Linked DNA regions of Anser cygnoides: region 2 is linked to region 1. The links are chromatin contacts, called in public Hi-C maps. All regions are on one chromosome and are shown on one strand. Each heading gives the region's core, a stretch centred on a gene start, on an enhancer-like site or on the middle of the called end of the contact. The rest is flanking DNA. Distances are from core to core; before and after follow the strand shown. Region 1 has its middle 180 kb from the start of CCDC172. Region 2 overlaps ATRNL1 (attractin like 1).

The links. A called contact is a pair of places that touch in the nucleus more often than the background predicts.
Region 2: a Hi-C map of liver shows a contact between it and region 1, with 2.7 times the contacts expected there. The contact joins two enhancer-like sites. A contact is called at or near these places in 2 of 7 Hi-C or Micro-C datasets (both in liver).

Annotation. Positions count from the first base shown.
Region 1 is chr7:7,986,497-7,991,295 of Taihu_goose_T2T_genome, forward strand. It overlaps a transcript of GFRA1 not described here. Among named protein-coding and RNA genes, the nearest start is that of CCDC172, 180 kb to the left of the region's middle. Within about 2 kb of position 2,760, at least 2 of the 3 cell types and tissues checked have open chromatin away from gene starts, as enhancers often do. A contact at or near this core is called in liver, where this site is marked.
Region 2 is chr7:8,154,867-8,159,665 of Taihu_goose_T2T_genome, forward strand. All of the region lies in intron 26 of ATRNL1 (attractin like 1), which reads right to left. Among named protein-coding and RNA genes, the nearest start is that of CCDC172, 350 kb to the left of the region's middle. Within about 2 kb of position 2,630, at least 3 of the 3 cell types and tissues checked have open chromatin away from gene starts, as enhancers often do. A contact at or near this core is called in liver, where this site is marked.

The sequences.
Region 1 (4,799 bases), core at 1,510-4,009:
GCTATTGTTTTTACTTGTGTTATAAGTCTACCGCTCTGGCATTGAAACAACAAGGTTAAAAAGCAAAAGCCAGACCTTTTCAGCTAATACAGAAGAGAAATAACACAGCAAGTCCCATTGCCAAAAAGTAATGTCTGAATACTGGCTTGGCTTTCCTGTAGCTTGCCATTACTCAGAGGCACATCTAAACAACCAATGCCAGATGCTCATTTGGAGCTTGGATGAGGTTTTTATTGGTTAGCTGACTTTTTTAAACACTCGTCAACCAGGAGCTGGGCTATCAGTGGCTGACTGACTGGAAGGTAGGTCTGAACACTGAATATATCAGGAGGGTATACTAAAGAAAACAAACGAGGTTGCAGAGATAACAGTTTCTCAGCTAACTGCCCCCCATTCCCAATTTCCTGGTTTACTGACATCCGGGAAATTTGTTGAGAAGACAACTACGTCTGATAAAGCCACTACAGATGTACTGCCTTTTGCACCGATGCCTAATTTCCTGGACCACCCAAATGGAGGAATAAAGTCAACAGAGCAACACTAACTTCACTGAACACTATTTCAGTAATATTCCTCCCATCTCACAGTAATTGAGTCCTTAAAAAATGTAAGATAAATTCTTTTCAGAGTTAGTTGCTATACTGGTTCCCCCATGAGTGGAATGGAAGTTGTCTGCCCTTTTTTGAAACCTCTCCGGAGTAGTACTGCCCATTTTCAATAAATCTCATCAAAGTGGTGCTGAAAAATTGGGGATGGTTCTGAGAACAGCCGTAAGCGTGATTCTAAGACTCCGTGAAAAGCATGACTAATAGGCAATGTCTAACAGTGCAATCTCACCCCCAAAATGTTATGTATTGTCTTGAACACTGGTTGTAAGTACTTAACAAGGAAGAGAAATTAAAAAAAGAAATAGAAAGTTTTCCATCTGATAAACAAAGCTTTAACAAGGCTGGATGGATAGGCATTAAATCTAGACCAATTCAAAATAGAAAAGTGTCACAGTTTTAGCAGAGAAGGGAAGTAAACATAGGAAGAAGTAAAAAAAAGATTTGTACTGTGTTCTATGCCATTGAACACAATCTTTAGATCCAGACAAGGTGTTTTTCCCAGAGAAAAGCTGTGTTCAAAGAAGAATGCAGGAAAGTCCTACAGCTTGCACAGTGCCAGAGGATGGCCTTTTGGTCTCTAATGGATAAACCCATTTCTCTAATATATCTTTCTGTAGCGTTCAGAGTTGCCAGTTAGAGATGTCAGCACAGTCTTTGCACTGACTTTGAAGATTCTTTGTATTCTCAAATGGAAGAATGAGACACTACTCTTGTTAGTTCAGCCATGGAGCAGTCACAGCTGATCTCAGCTAAGTGCACATGTGTATGTGGGAAGGTTAGCATTATGTGGCTGTGCAAAATGTCTCACACTGGCTGACTTGTGTGCTGGAGATGGATAATACCAGCATGGTGCACTCAGAGATACTGCTACAAGTATTCTGTCATACCACCCTAGAATCGAGTGGCATGATTCACAGCTGCATTTCAATTCAAATCTAAAGTTCATCTATCAGAAACTGAACAATGCTATGGTCTTCGCTTTCCATTAACGAAATGGCAAACGCCCTGGCTCAGTAGAAAAGAATGTCTAGAATAGCACAGGGTTGAATAGACGTAAAAAATAAACTAACCAGCTTCTAATGTCTTCAGCAAAAGCTGTGGCACCATAAATAGCCATTCAGTCCAAAGTACTCTGTTGCACCACACTGCTGGGACAAGGTCATAACTTTATGGGTAGCTGAGTGACCATCTGTCCTTGCAGACGTTAGAGTACCATGTCCTTGGAGAGTTATAAAGCACTATCCTTCCTTACTGGAGGAGCTGTATCACTCACCGGCAGCGACTGGGATCCCTGCCTGTGTGACTTGTACTAATCTAAGGAAGATTATTAAAACATTAATTCACATCTCTTGTCTTCATCTTCCTGGCTTGATTCTCACAATGTTCATTACTAGGTAATGTGCAGTTATATCATCTAAGTTTTATAACTCTCTGAGGATACTTTGGGTCAAAAATGAGCCTGAGATTCCAGGGCACAAGAGAAATATAATTTTTATTTGAAGAAACAACAAAGTGTAGGGAGAATTATGACCAGCAAAAGTCATCATAGCCAAGTATCTACTGAAAGCAATTTTACTTTAATTGCACCTGAAATTGACAGTTTCTTAATATGTAGAAAGGCCAGTAATTGCTTTGTGGGGATTTGCAAGGAGAAACTGAACAGTGCCTTGGATACATGCACTGTATAGGATTACTAGGAAAGCCCAGCCACGCATAGAGGGACATCCAGTTAATTTAAACATGTGGTAATTCCTATAATCAAATTTGTTGTATAAAGATTAAACCATCTAAAGAATGAGGGGGTGATTGGATCATCAGCACCTTTCCTTCGTTTATTAAGGGCACCACCACTTCTCAGTAATCGTGACTGGTGCTATTACAACAGAGCGTGTTCCTTGCTCAGTGGGTGAAGCTCATGATAAAAGTCATGTTTGTATAGCCATGCTCTGAAAATGCCTACCCCCTACTATCTAGGGAAAATGCAGGCTCAATTCAGTTCTCAGGATTGGCAGAGGATGAGTAGGGGGTTCAAAACACTAAAATTGGGCTTGGAAACTTAAAGCATTAATGGTGAGGGAGGTCTAGGCACACATGCCTTTGAAAGAAGTAGCACAAACACCTCTCTGAGGCAGTGGACAGATGACAGGACTGCTTTTCATCCATATGTAAAAGGAGATCATAAATATGATAGTTCTTTAATGGAAAGTAGTCACTGGCCATATGGTCATGTCTAGCTAGGGGTTAGATTGCTTGACCAAGCAAGTGATGCTAAGGCAAAGTCAGAGCTTGTTTAAAAACTCATTCCTCACTTTTGACGAGGGTTTGTGTTGCCAAACCCACTGTTTCCTCTCTGTACGCCAGCTTCTGTCTATTCTTTTTGTGGGCTTGTACTCAACTACTGGATGGCAGACTATCTCTAAGTTTAAAATAACAGTATATATGCTGTAAATTCACTTTTTAAAATAGATTTCAAGTAGATGATATTCCCTATGCTTGTTCAGAGAAAAAGCTCTTTATTTTAATCTCCTTCAGTTTTGAAACACTTTCAGTCCATTAGAGCAACATAAATACAAGACAGAAAACAATAACAGGCTACAAATCAATATGTTTGCACAGCCAGACCTAAATAAATATGATCCAATTGCTGACTTGAAAAACAGAATAGTCCAAAGGTTCCAGAGCAAAATGCCAGTGATGAAATAACTTTCAGCTGTGTGCAAGAAACCCTGACCCTCTTAGCAGGTGGCATACTCAGTACAGTGTGTTAGGAAGGTGTTTGTCAACAAAGAAGGCCGATCTTCTGTTAATGGAAGAGTTAAAATTTACCCTGGTGTGAAGTGGGCATGGCTCGGTGTTTTTGTGGAGAGTAAGCTGATACAGTGGGCTGTTAAAAGGCATGAGACATGTTCACTTCAAATATTCACCAGTGATTTCTCATGAAGCAAGCATTAGGCTTAGCAGGAACTTTATAAATAATACATAATAAAACCATAGTCTTCAGCCTGGAAATTGGTACTAAGCATACAGTCATAAATATACACACTATAATCACGTGCGATCAGTATGGCTGCAAGGGAATCTCAGAAAGCCCATAGGAAGTGACAAACCAGAAAGAATGACAATCTCTATTCATTTTGCCTCGTACATCTTTCTTACATGTTTCTGCTCTGCAGCTGATTTTGTAATAGACAGCAGAGGATGCTTCAGAAGATTATGCTTCAAACACCTGGGAAAGAAAACCAAGAAAAAAAGAGTGTTTTGTTCTATTTCAAATTATAAGCAATAAAGTCCATTGGACTGAAGCCCCAAGTAGCAATTTAAAGTTCAAGTCATTTTATATCATGATTTTCCTTTCTTGCTTAGAGTTAACATTTCCTGCTCCTACCACAAATTAACATTTTATTGCATCAGTAATGGGCACAAGTGTAGGAAGGGATACGCACATGAAAAAGGGGCAAAAGGCAAAGCAGGCATGAGAGGAATAGCTGCTCAGCGCTTCTGGGCAAGCAGGTACAGCCTGCTCTTATATATGCTGTTCAAATTCATGTTTGCGCCTTCTTCTGTACAATAACAATATTCTGCTCAAGAGTAGGTATTTCACAATAACAGTTTATAGAGCCCTTAGACAAAGTATGTAAGTACTCATCATAATAATTGTTGTATTTGGAATAAGTGACTTATGTATGAAACAGAGAATTTTTTATTATCTCATTGGAGCCCTGTTTCTCTTAGAAAGGGAGGACTAAAAAGCCTGTTCCATCAGATTCAGGGTTCAGGGCCCAAAGACAGTGAGCTGGGGCATCATCTCTCTCCCTGGTGCAGTTGCCCCTGCTCAATTTTTGCTGTGGATAAAAATAAAATACAGTAAAACAAATGGGTTCCCGAGGGCGAAAGTGCTGGACTGCCCCATGCATATTTATGCACCTAACCTTTACATTTGATAGGTTCTAACACCACCATTTCCTCCACAAAATATAAAGATTTCTTCCAGGATGCCCCCTCAAAAGTGAACTTAGTGATTCAGTTATTTTCAGCAAAATAATGAAAAGGACTTATAGCTTTTAAATCTAAATGGTACTTACAATATTCATAAGATCTCGTTAGTGTTAAGGCACAACTCTACCTTTGTATGCTTATCCAGCTGTCTTGAGAGGCAGGAAAAATGCTGTTAAATCAATTTTATGGATGATG
Region 2 (4,799 bases), core at 1,380-3,879, 170 kb after region 1:
AAAAATGCATGTGCTATGAACGAGCTGAAAAGCACCCAGAAGTTGGGCAAAACAGGACAGGAAAAAAAAATATCTTTCCTCTTAACATGCAGGTAAGTAAAACAACTGTCAGCAGAACAGTGGAAGTGAATCTTCAAAAGTGATTTGTATTTGGGGAAAAAATATTACCTTATAGGAGGCATAGTCTATGAAGAAAGAACCAAAACGCAGCATGTCCAGAAAAAAAGAAATGAAATAAATAATAATAAAACTTCATAATACTGAGGGCGTTGCATGACAAGAAGTATCATGTCTATTGATCTACAATGTTTTTTAAATTTTTATGAATCTTGTACTGAAAAAAATATGGTGGTCTCACAAAATACCACAGTATTATCAGACTCCGGACAGGGAGCTTTTGATGCTTTCTTTCTCTGCTCCTTAACAGCCTGCACTACATAAAACTGCGAGTAGTGGGACCTCAGGAATTCCTTCTTCTCTTTAACCTGACCCTGGATACCAGCTACTTCCCTGTACTCCCCCTTTGCCAGTTCTCCTATTGGGACCTGGAGGCTCACTGCCCACCTGACTTCCCTACCTCTCCTCTACTGGCATAACTGTAGGGAAATGGCATTATAATGGAAGCAAATTATGATGCAGACTGGGGTTGGCATAGGTATTTTTTTCTCCAAAATAGGGCACAAGATTAGTATCTTAATTATCAAGCTACAAAGACAGTAGATATTGCCTCATACATTTAGAATTAGGATAGTACTGTGCTGTCAATATTATTAGCAGGATGGCGGCTGACGTGTAGGGATGGCTGACCAATAGGGAAGGAGGGCAAGGGAAAAACAAAGTTTGACTTTTCCTGTATTAAGTTTAAGCTGACAATAATGTATTTAAGAGCTGATATATAGCCAACATGCCAGAACGGATGACAAGATGAGACTTGGTAATGTCATGTTGTGAAATCAGTTCCACAGAAGGGACGCCTGAAGAGGTAAAGATGGATAATTAATATGATTTAAATCGGGAAGAGCAAAGGCTATTGCCAGTGCCTGGAAACTACTCAGACAGCAGGAAAGTGGAGGAATATGATGCAGATGATTTTTTTTAAATTATTTTTTATTTTCTTTTTTAGGATACTGTCATTTTGTTGGTGAAACATTAAGACAGACAGACTGTCTGGTAAAGACACCTCAAAATAACAAAATTTCAGCATTCTTCTGTAGTTCTCAAGATTTTAATTTGCTGTAAATTGTGGCTAATGTAAAACAGACCCAAATATTATCAGTTGTAGTATAAGTATCTAAAGTAGGCAATCATTGTAAATACAGTATCCATATTCTTACTTTTTAAAATACAGCTTCAAAACACTGGACAAAAAGTACCTCACTACTGCAAAATCAAATTTTATAGTAAAAAATTTCTTCCAGGTATTTAAAAATAAATGTAAATAATAAAAAAAAAAAACTAATCAAAATGACCATGTAGATAGTCATATGAGCATTGATATGCATGAGACCATCCATATAAATTTAGAACACCAGCTGTACAAAACAACCACCACATAAGTCAGATGACATTAACGAACAGCAGTCCTACTATGCAGTTGAAAGGGAGATGTAGTAATGTATGCAACAGTTCGATGACATTGCACTGTGTTCAAAGGGCACATGGATCAATACAATGTGATTGGAAGCACAGTGTCAATAAAAAGCATATCAATAACATCTAAAGTATCAGTGAGTAGCACACAACAATGAAATTATGAGGTTAGGGGTCACAATGCCCCACCATCACAAACTGGAACCCCTAATATGCCAGAGAAAGATCTCCTCAATGCTGGTGGAACATTTGGAAGGGAGTTACTGCATCTTGCTCATTTTTTTACCAAAAGAACTCTAATTTTAAATGATCACAATGGGCATCAGATATCGCAGTATTATTAAAACAATTTTATGATTCTACTTTAATAAAACAAAGTTATAGCTACTTCACTTTATCCTTTGTTTAAGCACTGTATCCTAGAATTGTGTGATCCAAATTCCCTTCTGCCCAAAAAAAAAGAGTTATGACTGAACAGAATTGCAATTAAAACTTCTCGCATCCTTCTTTTGCAAATTCAGGGAAGACCTGGAACAGAAGCTCAATATAGCACTTTCTTATAGAATATACATAAAAGGACAATCAATATCCTGAATCACATTCATTTAATCCTCAGCAAAATGTTTTGTTTTGATATAGAACAGTATATCTTAATTCAGAGGAAACTCTGAATGGTCTCCATTCTGTGCATAACTATATATTAATTAGTAAAAGAAAAAAAAAACACGCACGCACACACACAAAAACCCTATGGTTACTGAATACTAAGCAATTACTAGAAAATGCTTAGTCTAGGAAGAAAAAGCTAATAAAAACTGTAAAATATAATTAAAATATTTTAGCATCTACCTCTTTTAGTGCTAAATAAAAGACACTAGAGAAGAAAATGTGGCAATTAACTTGTGATGTTTACTTCTAAAGTTTAATTAAATAATCAGTATGTACAGAATTAGAGTTTGGACGCCTCAGCTCCCACTCATTGCCTCCCTCTGAAAAGACAACAGAGAAAATGTTCTCAGATGTCAGCACAGAAGCAATGAAAACACATTCCAAAAAGTTAACTTTTAACTACAGTGTACTTTGTCCTCAGTGTGGAAGGCTGGAGAGGTCTTGTGTTCCACAATAAAAGGAGACAGAAATATGGTGAAGGGGTGGGTGTCTGTGTGTGTCCTAGTAATTTGGTCTGAAAATAACAAAGCATCTCCAAAAAGATATGGCATTTTTATGCACCACCTATTCCATGTATTTAAATTATGTCAGCAAGAACAATTGTGATTGCTTCCTATACAGTAGCAGGACAGAGAGCCTCAATTTGATAAGTACTCAAGAGCTGATTCTTTTTCTTCCTGCTAGGAATCTGTTTTTCACATTGCTCACTTCTCCATAAACCTTAGAGATTTGATAGTGTATTTAATCTTCCATTGAAAGAGGCTATTGAGAAAAGTAAGAGAAGCTTTGAATTTAAGAGGAATTGGCAGCAATGAAAAGTACAATCTTGAAAGATTTCAGAGCTATCACACCTCATTCTCAGGTCCCATCATAAATAAGATAAAGTAATAATTGTAAACACAATATTATAAATAAAAGAAAAGGAATAGAGGATTACAATCTACCAAAACCCCGACCTAGATTAGATATTCATTATTATCCACGTATTGTAATTCTCCTATTTTCAGGTGAAACTTCCAGAATCTATTTCATGCATTATTACACTATTCCAGTATTACATTGTCTTGCATATTATTATTTCTTTTTCAATGGCCTGCAATTACAATAAAAGAATGCAGTAATGTAGCCATTATCTACAAACGAAAATATGCAGTATAGTCTGTATTCTTTAAACCTGTACATATAAAACAACATGGAAATGCTACTCACAGTTGCTTTATTTATTTATTTGTTTGTTTGCTGTAATATCTGCTAATTAAGATAGATGTTAACTAGGGGGCACTCTGTACTCGAAGGACTGAGCATGAGGTTTGCTTTCTCCTGTGTCTTGCATTCCTTCAGCTCATATCCATCAGGAAAGGAGTGCCAGGTGAGCTGACTGTCACTCCAGACGAGGCTAATAGATTCTCCAGTGGCTTTTGTTACAGCTCATGTCATGCTATTAAAAATATGCACCTTGAAAATGGCATAACATATGTAGCTGAGACTTGTCAGCTCCAGGTAATCAGACTGCTTGGTTTCAGAAGCAGATGCAGATGAGACTAACAATATAAATATGCAAATCACAATGGTCCCTTGTCAGCACCACTGTTCCTACCTCTAATGGCCCTCGTAGAAAGTCTGTTTGCTCAGCTCCTACTTCCAGTGCTACATCGACAGAAGCAAAGGGGCGGCTGGCCATCTGCTGTCGCTCCCGCATAAGTTGCTGATGGGGAAAAAATGATGTTTTAACAAAACATTAAAAAGTGCACCAGATATTAGGCTGCCCTACTAACCTCCCATTACAATGTTAGAATGCAAATAGCATGCAAATAGTCACATTTTTAATATTAAAGGGAGAAATTTATACTAAAAGATCATCTTCTATATTTACTTGAGGAGTGAGCCTGGAGAGCTTATGTTGTCTACAAACAGTCTTTCAGCTTGAACTCTGATGAAGTCTCCAAATGAACACTCCCCTAACTGGCTATTCATTCAAAATAACTTTGCTATTTGTGCTAGTTGGAAACAGATATGGGAAATGTTTGGTAAAAATAGCTGATGTCTAATTGCACTGATAAAGCATGCAGCAGAACACCTGCCAAGAACAAGCCCACTTGGCCTTCAAATTTTCATACTTCACTACTAAGCCAGATGGAGTTAATAGTGTCAGGACTCATAATTTTATGGAGCATCTTTCCTGCAGTTACTTAAAAATGAAGAATAATGTGTCAGTACTGGGAAGCCTGCATCAGTATATTTGAATATGATCAGTTATGCTCACAGAGCTTGTACTATCCCTTCCAATCATACCAGTGTGCACAGAAGTCCCAAGCAAAACCACAAAGCTAACTCATATTTCTTCTTCAATCTGTAATTATAATGCTTATTAAACCATGATGAATAAAAATGATGACCAGCACTAGATATTACAGATCTTACTTCACTGGTTCAGTGCAACTAATAAAAGCATTATTAAATATTTAAAGTGAATGAGTCGTGCAATTAAAGTCGTGTGCTCCTTCAACTGAACAGGATGTCACGGCATCTTGAAAAGACAA